Regions from separate parts of the Danio rerio genome. Here region 1 is linked to region 2. Evidence: chromatin contacts called from public Hi-C data. All regions are on one chromosome and are shown on one strand. Each heading gives the region's core, a stretch centred on a gene start, on an enhancer-like site or on the middle of the called end of the contact. The rest is flanking DNA. Distances are from core to core; before and after follow the strand shown. Region 1 holds the start of clmpb (CXADR like membrane protein b). Region 2 overlaps clmpb (CXADR like membrane protein b).

The links. A called contact is a pair of places that touch in the nucleus more often than the background predicts.
Region 1: a contact with region 2 is called in a Hi-C map of an unstated tissue, with 1.9 times the contacts expected there. The contact joins the promoter of clmpb here to the enhancer-like site in region 2. A contact is called at or near these places in 2 of 18 Hi-C or Micro-C datasets (caudal fin and an unstated tissue).

Annotation. Positions count from the first base shown.
Region 1 is chr18:50,211,140-50,214,939 of GRCz12tu, reverse strand. It overlaps clmpb (CXADR like membrane protein b), which reads left to right and starts at 2,415. Exons shown (of 7, transcript XM_073929724.1): 1 at 2,415-2,734. The coding sequence starts at 2,704. It overlaps LOC137488344 (a long non-coding RNA gene), which reads right to left and starts at 614. Exons shown (of 7, transcript XR_011007371.2): 1 at 570-614.
Region 2 is chr18:50,160,563-50,164,256 of GRCz12tu, reverse strand. The region is part of intron 1 of clmpb (CXADR like membrane protein b); the gene reads left to right. Among named protein-coding and RNA genes, the nearest start is that of clmpb, 50 kb to the left of the region's middle. Within about 2 kb of position 2,101, at least 28 of the 62 cell types and tissues checked have an H3K27ac peak or open chromatin away from gene starts, as enhancers often do.

The DNA.
Region 1 (3,800 bases), core at 1,166-3,665, 50 kb before region 2:
GCAACAAGCTGCGTGTGACAGAGTTAAGTTTTGAGACTACGTTTTTGCGCGTCATCAGAAAATACCGTTAAGTGTTTAGGCGGAGATCATTTGAGTTATGATTAACGTTACGTTTCTTGCGCCTTTCGTTTCCGAAGTGCCTACAGATCGCGAAGATAATACCACATTCACAGACTGGATGGAGTTCAGCGCAGCGCCATGACATGCGGTTGTGAGAGCGCACGTCTCCATGACAACTTCAGCACAGGCTGAGAAAAGGCATACTCGCGCCAAGATTTAAATTTTTTTGAAAAATGTAATCTGCCGATTTTAAATATTTTTGTCTTTATCACACTCTGTTAAAATTCAGAGTTAACACATTACAACTAACGCTAACATTGCACTGATTCTAACTTTTTAAACAGTAATGTTAACGTTAGTTAGCAACAAGTGAGGCTAAACATGTTTTCTGTAATGTACGACATGTAAACGCACCCTGATTAACTCTACATTACATTGAACTGTTACTGTGATTATATTAATTAAAACATACATTTAATATTTCTTGGATTTGTAAATATTTTACTTACTGTAGTGTGAAGCGAGGCCGATCCGCCATCTTGAAAAAAACGAATGAAGCATGAGCACGTACGTGAACCTGGATGACGTCAGACGCAAAATCACTAGGCTGACGGAATTTGAGTTAATGAAACTTTAAAGAGACATTTTGTATAGATTAAACCCAGCAGAATTGTTCACCTTACTTGAAAGATTAAATTTTTACAAACTCAAAAATAAGAAAAAGTTCTAAATACTCATCAAGGTTAATTAAGATAAACGAATTTTAATGATTTAAGTTAATAGAACTCAACTCAATTAATTAGTTACAGCATTAGGGTTTACAGTGTACCTGAGTATTGTTGCTAACCATGTCTATCCCTTTATGACCACAGTGTACCCATCTTCTCATGGCTACTTCCAGTAGGATAACGCGCCATGTCATAAAGCGCCAGTCATCTCAGACTGGTTTTTTGAACATTACAATGAGTTCATTGTACTTAAATGGCCTGCAAATCAGCAGTAACTGCGTGATGCTATCATGTCAATAAGGACCAAAATCTCAGAGAAATACTTCCAGTACCTATTTCCTTTTTGAAACTATTCCACCAAGAATTAAGGCAGTTCTGAATGCAAAAGGAGGTCCAACCCGGTACTAGTAAGGTGTACCTATATAAAGTGGCCGGTTATTATTATTATTAGCCCCCCTTTTTTTATTCTTCCTTTTTTAATTATTTCCTAAATGATGATTTCCTAAATGACAGAGCAAGGAAATTTTCACAGTATGTCTGATAATATTTCTTCTTCTGGAGAAAGTCTTATTTGTTTTATTTTGGCTAGAATAAAAGCAGTTTTTAATTTTTTAAAAACCATTTAAAGGACAAATTTTATTAGCCTCTTTAAGCTAGTTTTTTTCGATTGTCTACAGAACAAACCATCATTATACAATAATGTGCCTAAATACCCTAACTTACCTAACTTAATTAACATAGTTAAGCCTTTAAATGTCACTGTAAGCTGTATAGAAGTGTCTTGAAAAAATCTAGTAAAATATTATTTACTGTCATCATGAAAAAGATAAAAATAAATCAGTGATTAGTAATGAGTTATTAAAACTATTATGTATAGAAATCTCTTGAAAAATTCTTCTCGTCGTTAAACAGAAATTTGGGGGGGGGGGGATAAACAAAGGCTCTAATAATTCAGGGGGGCTAATAATTTTGACTTCAACTGTATATATTAGTAATAGAATGCTGCAAAAGACCTACCATATTATGAAATTGGAAGTGGTATAACACTATATTATTCTGTTTGAAAAGCTGAATATACTGTAGTGTGAGATACCTGCAAAACAGTTACTTACTTTTTGTTTTTTAGACTTTTACAAGGCCAATTTTTCCACATCTGATATCACTTGTACTTGATATTTCATAATAAATAAAATGTCATTTTGGATTTTCAAGGTCTGTTATAATTGTTTGGGATAGTAGTATCAATATGCGAATTAAAACAAATCTTAACATTTGACAAGACAGCTTGTGAAGCGAAATAGCCTTCTCACGGATGACATATCGTAAAATATTAATTATGTCTTGTCGCGGATGCAGAATTACTATTGTTGACATGCTGTTCGTGCGCTGTGGCTTTTTCCACCCGCTTCCATCAGAGCACATGTGCTTTTCCCTCTTCATCCAGACAGTGCGCGTGTGCTTCAGACTCTAGAGGTCTCCATCCTTCAGCATCCACACACGCGCTGTGCGTTCTTCTGCATCGGCCGCAGACTGAGAGAGAGAGAGAGAGAGAGAGAGAGAGAGAGAGAGAGAGAGAGAGAGAGAGAGAGAGAGAGAGAGAGAGAGGACACCGCGCAACGGCAACCTGAGACGCGCGTCCTCCGTCACAGAGATCGGGAACTTTGATGATTTGACGGTGAAACCGATGGAAACGTGGGGATGATGTTCCAGTCCTTGATGATGGATTCGTCTTTCAGCATGTCCAGCTATGCTGTCCTTGTGCTCGTCTCATAATAGATTGCTGATCCATTTTTCTTCTCAAGTAGCTACTTCTGCTTTTGTGATTGAACACTTTAGTCCGCGCGAAGAACTGTGAAGGAAGCGGGACGCGTTCTTTCAATAGTCGTTATTATAAAGGACCTCCAGTGGATTCGTGATGTCTGCAACATACCGCTCCTTGTTCCTCTGTAAGTAAGCTGAGTTTATTCCTTTACTCTGTGGCTTGATGTGTGCTGCTTTTTTGGGGAAATCTAACCTTGCGTTCCAGGTTATCTGTAGCACATTGTTCATCTTCATGTCAAATAACTTTACGCAAAAGCATTTGATCTTTAGTAGGATTTAATTGAAGTTAATTAAATATTAAGAGAACACATGCATTAGAAATCAGCCAGAAGTACAGTTCATGACTAGACCCCCACCCAGTTGAGCAAATCAAACCCAGATGTTTTTGGTTTTGAGAGTTACACCCTTCTAGAAAATGAAGATGGTTTTAAAGTCTGATGTCACCTTTTTAAGTTGCAGGGAGAACTTCAACTCTCGTAGAACCATCACACCTTTGTGTCTCAATAAACCCAAAAACAATCTGTTTCTATCTCAAAATAGCATTTTAACATAGGCTAACAAATACGAAATTATTGCCATTATAAGAACGAACCCATTGTGTCTGAGACCACAATAGCATATACGGATACGCGGAGAGACACTACAGTGTGCATTTATGGCTGTATTCAGACGCTGGACTTTGATGAGGCTGATTATGCATCATCCAAACACTAATAGTCGCATTTGCCGATTAGCCACATTTGTGCATAAACTGAGCGCAGAACGGAACAAAGACAGGGCACGGCGCCCAATCCAGATCTCTTAATTTGTTGTGACATCGGATGGCAAAAATAGATCCTCATGTTAAACGTCCGGAGATGAGCCGGTGGCGCGAGCCGCTGCTGGAGTCCGGTGGGCACGGGGTCTCGCGTGTCCGCGTGTGCAGGGGTCAGAGCCCGGGACGATGTGTGAAAGCATGCATGCTTTCATGGGTCACATTGGAAATCCTCCACCGCCTTTGCTCGCGGTTCATTGTCCGATTCTCCGGCTTCGCACACGCGTTTGTAACTGGAGTTTAGCGCGCGTGACCCATCGTTTATTATAATCACTGCGCCAAACTTTGTCCCATCTTTGTGTCCTCTGCGCGTTTATATGATGCAGACTGAAAGCGTAGTGGGCTAAGTGTACAGTACTGCCTGCCTATTGTGCTCC
Region 2 (3,694 bases), core at 852-3,351:
AATATGTCTGCATGCTAAAATATCATGTAGTCATTTGTTTGTTTACTGTCTACGCATATTTTTTTTAAATTTTAAATATTTATTTATTTAAATTTATTCAGAAATTGTTTATTATTTATTTTCCGTTTGGCTGTATGTGGCTTGTTGAACTATCGTTTCCAAACCGAAAAAGTTTTCTTATCACTGCTGGAAACTTAAATATTATTTAATTATTTAAGAGTTTTTTTTTTTTTATTAGACTACTTGTTGTATAACATACTACTACTTGCATGTACATGGTCATTTGCATAGGCTAATCTTCAGGCCGGTTGAAGTGTGCTAATATATTTGTTCATTTTGTTATTTTAATAACTGTTAAACGTAGCCGAAATTAAGTTTAGTCTAGTTCAAAATAATTTTCATATTGTTTTAAATAGTTTTTTGAATACTGCGTTATAAATGAGTTTTCAAGACGCATTTGAGGTTTCTGGTATGGCTACTTTTACCTTCTCTAGCCTACATTTAAATGTAAAATTAAATTGTAATAATTAGCCTACAGCTTTTTTTTCTGTTAGAAATATTATTAGCCTATTTATTTATATATTTTCAATTGCAACTTTTTTATTTATGTATTATTTATTATTTTAGGCTATTTAATATTTTGTGGTCAGCTGTATTGTTGACCAGAACTATTTTTATCTGAACCAGCTTAAGTAATTAACCTTTTTTTTTTTTACAATTGAACAACATGGTGGACCAATTAGATCGGTTTTCAGACCGACCGCAACTTTACGTAGGAGTGCGGTCCCCCCGCCCACCGAATTGACAGCTGCGCGCATTAACATGTCCCGGTAGTCACGTGTATATGACAACACAACCAGGCAGACATACGCAAAGCAACCGGGAATAAAAGGTCTGTTCTGTTCGCTAGGATCAGCAATCATCATCAAATGTGATTAAAAGTAAGTTTCACATGTTTAAAGTGTTTTAAAACAGAGCACGTGTGTAATTAATTACAGCGATTTACTTCATCAGCACAGCCGCGTATCAGAACAATTATGAAAGACGCTTCAATACCGGTTTGTGGAAGTTAAATCAGGTTTATTTTGTACACTAGCATAACAGATATCCACACAGCACTGGAGGTTAGCCTGTATCCTGTCACATTTGAGTGCAAAAACAGTGCTAAGCTAAGCGCGCTCTGTCTGTCTGCCTGCCTGCCTGTGTGTGTGTGTGCGACTCAATGCAACTTCACAATACTGATTATTAAAGATTAGTTCTTACTGTAGTATTTCTCACAAACGCTACGTGAGACCTTCTTCCTTTAAGTCTGTCTGTTGTCTGACGCAGCCGAGGGAGGAGATTAAAGCACGCGGGAAGGCACAAAGAAACACTAGGCAGGCAGAACTCGCCCTAAAGGCACAGTACGACAAAACCACCCCCTGCTGGAAATCATAAAATAGCATCTTGTAAAAGGTATAATGAAAAATCTGATGGGTGTTTTGAGCTGAAACTTTATATACACATTCTAGCAAAAGACTTATATTAAATCTGAAAAAAGGGGTAACCTAGGTGCCCTTTAATACACTAATCATGGTAGATCTCTGAGTGATTGACATCAAAAGATGGTTCAGTCTCTAGATTGCTTTCACCATGAATTCCACTTGCAACAAATCAACAGTTTAAACAATTGCTGTTTCCGAAGAAGGGAAGAGTGATGAACAGAAATTGCATAGCAATATCCGCTGAAGCCATTCACCCTGCAAGGAATGTCTGAAGCTCGTCTCTGTCAGCGGAGAATGATTCAGAGTTCTGGAAATTACAGAATGTGTAAATTGCTGATCATTTGCATGTGAGAATGTCTGGGTAAAATGAGGCACGCTTGGCTTACCCTGTCGAGTTTTTGATGGCATCTCTCCACCGAGAGATTCATTGGTTCATTGCTTTAATATGATCGTGCCCAGATCATTGAGAAAAAACAACAAGCCTTCCAACGAGGCCCCTCAGAACCATCATGTCTTATTGGTGGGAGTGAATCATTGCAATGCCCTGGCCTGCTCTCATCCAATCATATGGCCCGGTGTTGGCTTGGAGTCCTAGTGTCGGGATCAGATTTCAGTGTGTGGTTTGGACACCAGATGTTTATAGTGTGAGGAGGAATGGCTGACGGGAGGGGATGAGTGCACACAGCCCACTCGCTCTCAGTCCCAGATGTGAGAAGGTTTGGCACGACTCGCTGTGTTTTCTCCTTGGCACAGCAAGGCTTTTTCTCTGCCTGAGCAGGAGATGCCAACTCTCTTTCTCTGTCCCTCTGTTTCCATCCCTTCATCTTCCGAAATCAGGGTTACTCCTTCAACAAATCAGGACTTAAAAGCAAAAGCAATTAAATCTCCATCCCATTCAGATGTCCATTCCTTGAAGACAGGCTCACCTACCGAAACTCCTAATTGCCGCATTGTGGATCTGCTGCTCTGAACGACTGCCCCAATCAGGGACTCTCAGAAGTGTCTTTTTTATTTTAAATGCAGTAATGGGATGGCTGGCTTTCTCATCTAGTTTGATTAAATTGGTTCAAGTCCCATCAAGTCCCTGTGCGGCAACTGGATTAATCAGAAATGAAGATTTACTGTCACAGACCTCTCGGCTCTTATAAAGCACCTAAGACTGCCAGAATGTGATGAAGGGGCTGATGAAATGATACTTAACAACGTTCACCCAAAATCTAATCTTTGTCATGGGGGATATTGAACCTGTACGGAAGGTCAAATCAAACCTCCTGGGGTCATCTAGTGTTTAAGCACGCCTGATAAATGCGAAAGTCCCTGCCCTTAGTGATAAATAGCAGCTGTTTACGTCACATCAGTCCTAGCATCTGATTTGAACAGAAGGTAAAGCCTTGTATTTATGGCCAAACCTCCGGGACTTATTTCCGCCACAATGCTCCCTTCCAGCGTTATACTCGTGGTAAGATCAGAGGGAAAAGAGATGGCAACCCATTGCTCTGTTAACCTTGTGGCTTCGCCGATTCTGGCAGGGTTAAGCAGTGCAATATTTACGATGAGAATGAGACCCTTGAGCCTCGGGCAAGGTGAGGATGAAAGCTTGTCACTGATAATGGTCCTCGTGGTTACAGGAGGGTCACAGCAACATGCTACGCTCGCTAGCTTTTATCTGCAGCTCTCCGGGGAACAACGCTGTGTGACAGCTAATGAAAGAGTGAGGAAACGAGGGCGGAGGAATGTTGGGAAGGGAGAGACAACCAGGGAAATGAAGATGAAGAGCGAAGGCTAGTAATCAAAAAGGACATTATTGGGAATGCTTAGGGTTTTATACCCGCCTGGCCACTGGGAGATACAGTTAAAGCTGGGAGCTGTTTTTTGCAACATGATAACTGGATTCTAAGTGGACCATCGGGTCAATAGCTAGTTTAAGCTAACCATTAGTAGAACTGCACTGGCTATTATCTTATGCAGAGTAATCATTAGCTGATCCAAGTGATTGGCTAGTGATTAGCCAGTTTAAAGTAGTCATTAGTTAATTCCAGGCCACCATATTTACCATTTCTTCCTTGCACAGATGACTATTCTGTTGTGGGTGAGAGATGGACCATGTAGAAACCAGCCACCATATTCCAAAACACAGCTACAGTTAATCCGCCAACTTATCCAGCATATGTTTTACACAGCGGATGCCCTTCCAGTTGCAAACCAGTACT